Linked DNA regions of Sus scrofa: all the other regions are linked to region 2. The links are chromatin contacts, called in public Hi-C and HiChIP or PLAC-seq maps. All regions are on one chromosome and are shown on one strand. The core of a region is the stretch at or near the end of the contact, and the rest is flanking DNA. Distances in the headings are between cores, read along the strand shown.

Region 1 (2,703 bases), core at 102-2,601, 230 kb before region 2:
GTGACTCCAAAATTTGCCCCATCAACACATTTCCAAGCTTCAAAATCTCATGGTTTTGTGTTTTTTTTTTTTTTTTTTTTCGTTTTTTTTGTTTTTGCTTCTTAGAGCCATACTCATGGCATATGGACGTTCCCAGGCTCGGAACAAAGCTGCCGGCCTGCACCACAGCCACAGCAATGTGAGATCCAAGCCCTGTCTGCAACCTACACCTCAGCTCATGGCAATGCCAGATCCTTAACCCACTGAGTGAGGTCAGGGATCAAACCCACGTCCTCATGGATATTACTCCAGTTCATTACCACTGCACCACAATAGGAACTCCCATAATCTCATGCTTTTAACCTTCAAACATCTTGGGAGAGTAGCTGGCTTTTTCATTTTTGCTATAACTCTAGATGTGAACCCCCATATTGGGTTCCTATTGCCGCTGTAACAAATGACCAAAAAACAGCTGCTAAAACACCATCCATCTCTTCATCTTGTAGTTTTGTGGGTCAGAAGTCTGGGATGGGTCTCAGCAGACCAACGTCAAGGTGTGGGCAGGCTGCGTTCTATCCCGGGGGCTCTAGCAGAAAATCCGTATCTTCCCTGTTCAGGTTGTCGGCAGGATTCCTGGCAGTGGTGAGACCAAGAGCTCCATTTGCTTCACAGCTGGAAACCAGAACTGTTTCTGGCTTCCAGAGGCCATCGCTGTCCCTGGCTCATGGCTCCCGTCCTCCACCTTCACACCCAGCAATAGGGGATGAAAGGGTCAGGCCCTCTCTCTCCGGCCACCCTTCCGCCTCCTCTTCCACTTAAAAGGACTCAGGTGACTAGAGTCTGGCTAATCTCCCCTCGTCTGGATAACCTCCCCAGCTCAGGGTCCATACCTTAGGTCACAGCTGCCAAGTCTCTGCCATGTGAGGTACGGTTCCCGGGATTAGGGCTGGTACCTCTTTGGGGAACCATCATTCTGTCTACCACACTTTCCTGACCTCTTAACAGATGGCCCTGCATCCACAGGGCTTTTGGAGCCGCCGCCCCATTGTCATCTGAAACACTTAAATGCTAATTCTCCCTCACCCTTATGCGGCCATTCTGCAGTGTTGGGCATTGATATGACTTGTGTCTTGAACCCCTGGCTTCTACTCGCTCTGATGACTGTCTGCTCTTCTTCTCCTACCCCCGGGCCATCCTGTATGGACTCCTTCATCCACTCCTTGGCTCCCTTCTCTTAGCACTGTACCTCTCAGGACTGAATCCAGCTCTCCTAGACCCTGGGCTGGTTCGTAACCGCCTTCTGAGAAGCCCTGCGTGGATGACCTCTCGGCTCCTTTCACCCAGATCTGACCACTTCCCCTTCCTGCACTAGATACGTCATCATGACGGCCCCCAACTTCCTTCTTCGTGACAGACCCTTCTGCGACTGATCCTCTCCTCCTCCTCCTGCCCTGTCAATCGGCATGCCCTGTCTGTCTCACCTCCTACATGTCTCCTGAACCAGCCCTATCCTCTCTCTTCCTGCTGCCACTGGTAACGTTTAGGCTCCAAAATCGGTCCCTAGACTCTTGGAGCCGCCTCCCACCCTATGCCCTGTCCCACCCACTCGCAGCTATTCTTCACCCTGTCACTAGACACAGATGTGATCTTGTCACCGCTCTGCTGACAAACTTCGGTTGCTGCCTACTGATGACTGGCTTCACATCTTGCAAGTGTGCGCATGCGCAAACACACACACACACACACACACACACACACACACACACACGCACACACGCACGCACGCACGCACGCACGCACGCACGCATACACACACACATACACACACCAACCTGCTAGGCTTATCACTGGCCTTCTCTCACTCGCTATTCATATCTGCAGAGTGCTCTGCAAGCCAGCACCATCAGCATCACCTGGGAGCCCGTTAGAAATCACAACCTCTAGCCCCACTCAAACCTACTAAATCAGCACCTGCATTTTAGTGAGATTCCAACTCAAATTCTATGCACATTCAACTTTGAAGACACATTGCTCTACAGCTGTGCTCTTCAGAGTGCTGACCTTTTGAGTACAGAAACATCTTTCAGAAATTCTCTTTATTTTCATGAGTAATCTCCATCTTAATTTGGATTTTTACCCATATTTTATGAATCACTGGCCATTTTAACTAATCATCCCTAACTTTCATGTCCCTGTGCTTTTGTTTACACTACCTCCTCTGTCTTGAATAATCTTGCTTTTCCAATGACCAAAACTAGCTTTTGTATCCTCCAGCATCACCTGCTCCAAGAAACCTTCCCCATTCCTTTAAAAAGGTCATTGTTCTCACTGCCACCCTCTTATAGACATACTAACTGAATTGTTTATTTGCACATTCATCTTACCCATTAGCTTGTGGGCTCCTCAAGTATGAAACCCATGTTATTTTCATGTCTTCAGGTTATAGCACAGTGACATCTTAGCTAAACAAATTAATATCTAACTTGAAAAAAGTCAGTCATATTTTAAATACTTTTCTATTTTTCAAATCTCCACTCAAAGCCAAAGAGAGTTGTTTTCTAATCTCTCTCCTCAGACTGCATGTTCTGGCTGATTTCTAGTTGGCATCACATCAGCTGGACAGAGAGCTGACGGACAGGGTTTGATCCTTTCTCACCTATAACAAATCCGGAGTATGTCAGATGTGCACCTCATCTTCCAGTTCTTTGTCTCTCTGGTGTGGAG
Region 2 (2,764 bases), core at 101-2,600:
CTTAAATATCTTTTTCACTTTTTTTTTTTTTTTTTTTTTTTTTTTTTTTTTGTCTTTTTGCTATTTCTTTGAGCCGCTCCCGCGGCATATGGAGGTTCCCAGGCTAGGGGTCTCATCGGAGCTATAGCCACTGGCCTACACCAGAGTCACAGCAACGCGGGATCCGAGCCGCATCTGCAACCTACACCACAGCTGACGGCAACGCCGGATCCTTCACCCACTGAGCAAGGGCAGGGACCGAACCCGCAACCTCATGGTTCCTAGTCGGATTCGTTAACCACTGCGCCACGACGGGAACTCCTCTTTTTCACTTTTAATGCTACATTTATATTTCCTGTTTTCTTTTACTATAAGGTCTGAATTTCAGTTGAAATAGTGGTTATCTTTCCCATTTTAAATAAGATACTTAAACGTCTATTTCTCAATTAGCTTCAGAAATCAAGTAGGATCCATTACCTCTTATAATTCCTCCCATTTTCTTTCCATCTATTCCTGCCCACCCAATAAACATAAACTTTTTCTTACTATGTTATTGGATTACTCCTTCCATGTGGGTATATTACTATCAGTATTATTATTACATCTGGTAGCTATTGATCTTTCTTTCATAGACGTCTTTTTTTTTTTTTTTTCTCCTTTTTAGGGCCAAACCTGCAGCATATGGAATTCCCAGGCTAGGGGTCAAATCAGAGCTGCAGCTGCTGACCTAACCTACACCACAACTCACAGCAACGCTGGATCCTTAGCCCATTGAGCCAGGCCAGGAATCGAACCTGCAACCTTATGGATACTAGGCAGGTTTGTTTCCACTGAGCCACATAGAACTCCCATAGATTTCTTTTAAATGCAGTAAATATCTGGAAGAGGCCTCTGTTACCAGACACCAGTATCTTTGGATGAAATAAATGTTCAAATGACTTTCATTCAGGCAGGAGCGGCTCCTAAGCTGCAGCACAGCCAATGGGAAGTGGGGGGGGGGGGGGGCAAAACACAGAAAGGGAAACTGGATGAGGATGGGGAAATATACAGAAGGCAAATTTTACCTACTTCTCTGTTTTGCCTCTAGTGGAGCCTAGAAACTAGGGGAACAAAAATGTAGACTAAATAAACATTCCCAGAGGGCACCACGATGGCTCCCCTGGTGTGAAGGAGACAGAGGTCAGACATACAACCAAGGCTGGCACCGCGGGGTCTGGCGGGGGAAGGAAGGAGGAGGAGAAACGCTGAGCTTCCTCGGGAGCTAACAGCACCGGCTTCGAGAGAACCCTCCCGGCTCCAAACCCCACCCCACGTCACATCCTGTCCACATGCATCTTCTCGGAGAAGGCACACGCAAACAACTGCCTCCAGCTCAGTCCAGGCTCAATTCTTTCTGCGACTGCCCGGGGCTTCTTTATCTCAACCCCTTGTGAGAACACAGGAAACCCTGCTTCCCCAATCCTGAAATATCTGCGTCAGGAAGGAAGGCATATCGTCTTTCCAGGGCCTCTGTTTTGCTTGTGAACCAGTTCGATAGCCCGCTTTGTAAATGCGTGGCAAAAGCAAACCAATTCCCGACCTTCCTTGGAAATGGTATGTTTGCAAGATAATGCCCAAATCCACTTAAACACTGGGTGACAAGTTAGGTCAGAAAACTGGGTGCTAAGAGACCAACTACAGTATTGGAGAGGTCTTTTGTTATTGTTTTGTTTAGTTTGTTGTTGCTGTTTGGTTGGGTTTTTTTTAAGCTTACTAAGAATTGTTCAAGAGAGAAATCATGCATTTTCTTCCCCCGACATTCTTGCTGTACTTAAGGAATCGCTTTAATTCACTTTTCATCGGGTCCCAGTAAAATTTACTTTTTATATTTTAGAGAAAACATACAAACCGTTAGCTGGTTCAGAGATATTTTATGATCAATTTTTATAAATAAATAGCTAAGTCAAGACATCTTAAGAGATTAACATAAATGAATTAGAGCCATCAAGCTCCCTATTAAAAGATTTCGATTAAAAATGTTTGCCAGAGACAAAGGGTGGAACAGACCTCAGGGATTGCTTCATGGGCCCAGAATTCTGTGTTGCTATAAGCAGAAATGGTATTTTTGCTTGACAACGTTTTCTGGGCCGTCCCCCGTGATTTCTAAGCTGGACTCTGGTATTAATCACGCTCATACGAGCCTCAGATGGCCTTTACTTCAGAAGTGATGACAAACCCACCTTTCTGTGAAAAATTATCAGTTGAGGTCCGGAAGCAAAGTTTTTTGTTTTTTAAAAAAGTGCCATGTCTTGAAGTCCCTGCATTCCCAGGCAATTTCTCCCTCTGTCTGTTCCTAAGGACCCACCGCCACAGAGCTGAGGTGTTATTTGTATACCAAACACTGCCATGCAACTGAACAAATAAAAGCAACCAAAAAAGCATAAGCGCTCTTTGCCTCCAGCCTCTAAAAGGATCTATCAGGCCGTGTGTCTGGATTCTTAACCACTATTCCCAGGAACAGTTCCCAGCCGCCTTGCAGCCCTGGACCCCTCCCCAGCTCACGGCCCCCTGCCGCTCCCCACCCAAGTGGCCCTGCCTCGAGTGTCCTCCAGCTCCCGCCCCGCCGAGGATGTCCCCATTGAGCAGCGGGAACAAAAAGAGCCTTTTGCAGGCTCTCCAGGGCGCAGGGGAGCCAGGCCGGCTTTGAGGAGCCTGCCAAGGAGGGCGAAGGCCTCGCTTTGAAAGCGCTTCCCCAGTTTGCGGACTCGTGGGACTTGGCAGGCCCCGGGAGCGGCGCCTCGGGGAA
Region 3 (2,846 bases), core at 309-2,808, 170 kb before region 2:
TGAGTGGCACAATATGCCAAGTGCTGCTTGGCAGAAAACGGCACAAAAACCACCTGAGGTCCTTCCTTTTTAGGAGTTTATCCTCTACCCTGAGTCTGCTCAGGAGAATGGGTTCCCCCTGTGACATCGAGGGCCGTGGGGTTTTCTAGAAACACTTCAGGCAGAAAGAGCCTCTTCTGGTTGGTATCTGAACCCCACAGGGGTCTCTCGTTGCCCCGAAATCTGGATGCCATCACAACGGCCATGTCGACGCTCGAGTGCTCCAGCTTCCTCACTTCACAGGATGCCACCTCCACAGGCCCCATCATCACATCAACAGCTCCCTTCGAGCACTGACTGTGTGCCAGGCCAGGGGCTAAGAACTTTGCATCTCAGTCACCTCACAACAAATTATCAGCTGTGTACAGATGAGGAAACCATAGCTCAGGATGATTAAGTAACAAATCCAAGTTCATGAGCCAGTGGAACCAGGATTCAACCCTAACCTGACTCCAAAATCTACCCACCGGTGGGAGAAGCTGAGTCCAGCAGAGCCGGGAAAACCTATGGTGTTTACAGTAATGAGAAAATTGGGAGGGTTTTGTTGTTGTTGTTCCCTCTGTGGCTGGAAACAGAATGGACTCCTTTCTGAGAAAATCCAGTCTGGTCTCTCTGACTTAGAAAAATAGTCAAGTGTTATCTGAGCTGTTCGGGATCCAAGAGGGTAAAATTAGCAAGCGTGAGAGCAGCCTTCTGTTTTAAAGGTCAGCGATGTTCTAGGTGTCGAGAAAGACCCTATTATTGTCAGGACACACACCAGGCTTTCCTTCTTCCCCCGGGGCATCGCAGAATGCTCTCCGGAGTCCTCCTGACACGCCAGCGCAGCCGGGGGACTTCCACACATGGGCACGTCCCCGGGAGAGTTGTTTCGCAGAGGATCTAACAGGAACGACTGCCGAATTCAGTCCCCTCTGTCCCACACAGCCTGATGTCCAAGCCAGGCGATGGCAGGTGTGCCTCGTGCCACCCCTAAGAGAGGCCTTATTATCTGAACCAGAGGCCGCCCCCATCAGCACTGCCGTTTTCCCAGCACCCTTCCACGGAGCCACGCTGCTCAGAGCACGGTTCTCGGGTTTCTCACCTCCTCCAACCAAAGCTGGGAGCGGAGTCTCAGAGTCCTTCACTGGTCTGCTCGGGAAGAGGTTGGAGAGAAAAAGAGCCTCTTTGTCAAAGGCTCGTTTGAAAAGGCATGAACAGATGAGTTAGAATCTGGGACGGTGTCCAGGTGGGGAGGTGTTGCCTGGAATTCCTAATACATTCTTTCTGTTATGAAAATAATATAGGGAACCGGGGTGGCCTGTTGCTTCTCTGCATGGAGTCAATTTGGCTCACGCTGGGCGACCATTTAAAATCTGACCTCAAGCGGTGCCAGTTTCAAAATCTTTTCAGGCTGGGTATGTTTCCATTCCACACAACAAGCCCAGGGCTGTTCCCTCAACTCTTTCTCCCAGCAAAGAGTAACTCAGTAGACACAGCCTCTTGCCAGGAGTGATGCAATCGGCCAAGCTCCTCAGTGTCCTGTTGGCCGGGCCCCACCCGGCTGCCCTGCCCAGGGGCGGCTCGTGGGTCCCGTCTCAGCTCCATCTCCTTACCTACCCCTTTGAGATCTGGGGAAGGTGTTTCCAGGTGACAGGAAGCACATGGCAGTTTCTCCTTCCATCATGGGGAGAGCCCTGCCTGCCTCCCCCACTAAGACATGAGTCACCAACACCCAGGATGACAAAGCCTTCAGCAAAGATGCATGAGGCGTGGGGGAGGGAGGAGCCACAGGCACCCAGATTTGCCTCCCGAGAGCTCTTTTGCAACTTCCCTTGACCTCTGTGTGCTCCCAAAGAAACCTGGGGTCAAATACTCCCAAAGCACCATGATTTCCATGAGGTGTCTGGTCCTCCACGAGGTAATAAGCAAGAGAGAACAACATATTTGTTTCAAATATAAATTTCTCATCTGAGAGCTCTGATCAGCCATCTGTGTTTCCAAAATGACCTATTGAGGCTTTGAGGCATCTGGAGCTGTGAGAATCACCTCGCAAGCTCCCTGGAGACTCCCTGGAGACCAGCGAGACCACCCTATGAAAATCCACCACCCTGGAACCTGCACAGGAACTCAGGAAGCTGGAGGGCGCCGCACCGCTGCCTTCTGCCACCACTTCCAGTCCCTGCCCCGCGCCTTTCCTCTGGTTCATGCTACTCCATCTGAGGCTCAGAGCAGATGAAAAAGCAATTGTAGCACTTAAAAGACCCCCAGAGGAGCAGCCCGCTGTCATGGGCTCAGAGAGGAAGGAAATAAGATGGTGTTTTATTTTTAAGTAGCCCATGAGATTTCATCGATTGCATTAAAATTTTAATCACAAACTCCTTAAGTTAGGAAGAGAAGAAGAGGGGAAAAAACCCACAAAGGACTCATTGTATAAGAGAGTTTCACCATTTGGAGTTCTTTTATAAAAATTTGTGTCAGATCACAATTTGCTGTCTGGGAAATGTAAATTAGTTATTAATGAGCCAAAATTCTAACATCAAAGCCTGTGCATCCACATGCCAGGGAGAAACAAAGAGCTTTCACAGAGCGCCATCGACAGCTCCAAGCACCGGCCTGAATGCAGCATTCACCCTGACACGCTCTGCCGCCTCGTGAAGGAGATTGCTTTTCGCCCTTGGAGTCGCCCGGGGCGCCTGGAGCATACGCATCACCTCCACCTGGGCACTGCGTGACCATCAGCATCTCAGGCATCAGGCGGCATGCGGAGGGTCGCTGAGAGCAGGGCAGGCACCCCCTTCTTCCCAGCGGACCATTTTCAAAGCACAGTC

The links. A called contact is a pair of places that touch in the nucleus more often than the background predicts. HiChIP or PLAC-seq counts read pairs in DNA pulled down with a chosen protein or histone mark.
Region 1: a contact with region 2 is called in an H3K27ac HiChIP or PLAC-seq map of alveolar macrophages. The contact joins two enhancer-like sites. A contact is called at or near these places in 1 of 47 Hi-C or Micro-C datasets (liver) and 1 of 2 datasets of contacts at active chromatin or transcription factors (alveolar macrophages).
Region 3: a contact with region 2 is called in a Hi-C map of brain, with 5 times the contacts expected there. The contact joins two enhancer-like sites. A contact is called at or near these places in 1 of 47 Hi-C or Micro-C datasets (brain) and 2 of 2 datasets of contacts at active chromatin or transcription factors (alveolar macrophages and skeletal muscle).

The regions. Positions count from the first base shown.
Region 1 is chr11:15,019,465-15,022,167 of Sscrofa11.1, forward strand. No RefSeq gene overlaps it. Among named protein-coding and RNA genes, the nearest start is that of FOXO1, 390 kb to the right of the region's middle. Within about 2 kb of position 1,352, at least 24 of the 83 cell types and tissues checked have an H3K27ac peak or open chromatin away from gene starts, as enhancers often do. A contact at or near this core is called in alveolar macrophages and liver, where this site is marked.
Region 2 is chr11:15,249,876-15,252,639 of Sscrofa11.1, forward strand. No RefSeq gene overlaps it. Among named protein-coding and RNA genes, the nearest start is that of FOXO1, 160 kb to the right of the region's middle. Within about 2 kb of position 1,351, at least 29 of the 83 cell types and tissues checked have an H3K27ac peak or open chromatin away from gene starts, as enhancers often do. A contact at or near this core is called in alveolar macrophages, brain, liver and 1 more, where this site is marked.
Region 3 is chr11:15,083,518-15,086,363 of Sscrofa11.1, forward strand. No RefSeq gene overlaps it. Among named protein-coding and RNA genes, the nearest start is that of FOXO1, 330 kb to the right of the region's middle. Within about 2 kb of position 1,559, at least 27 of the 83 cell types and tissues checked have an H3K27ac peak or open chromatin away from gene starts, as enhancers often do. A contact at or near this core is called in alveolar macrophages, brain and skeletal muscle, where this site is marked.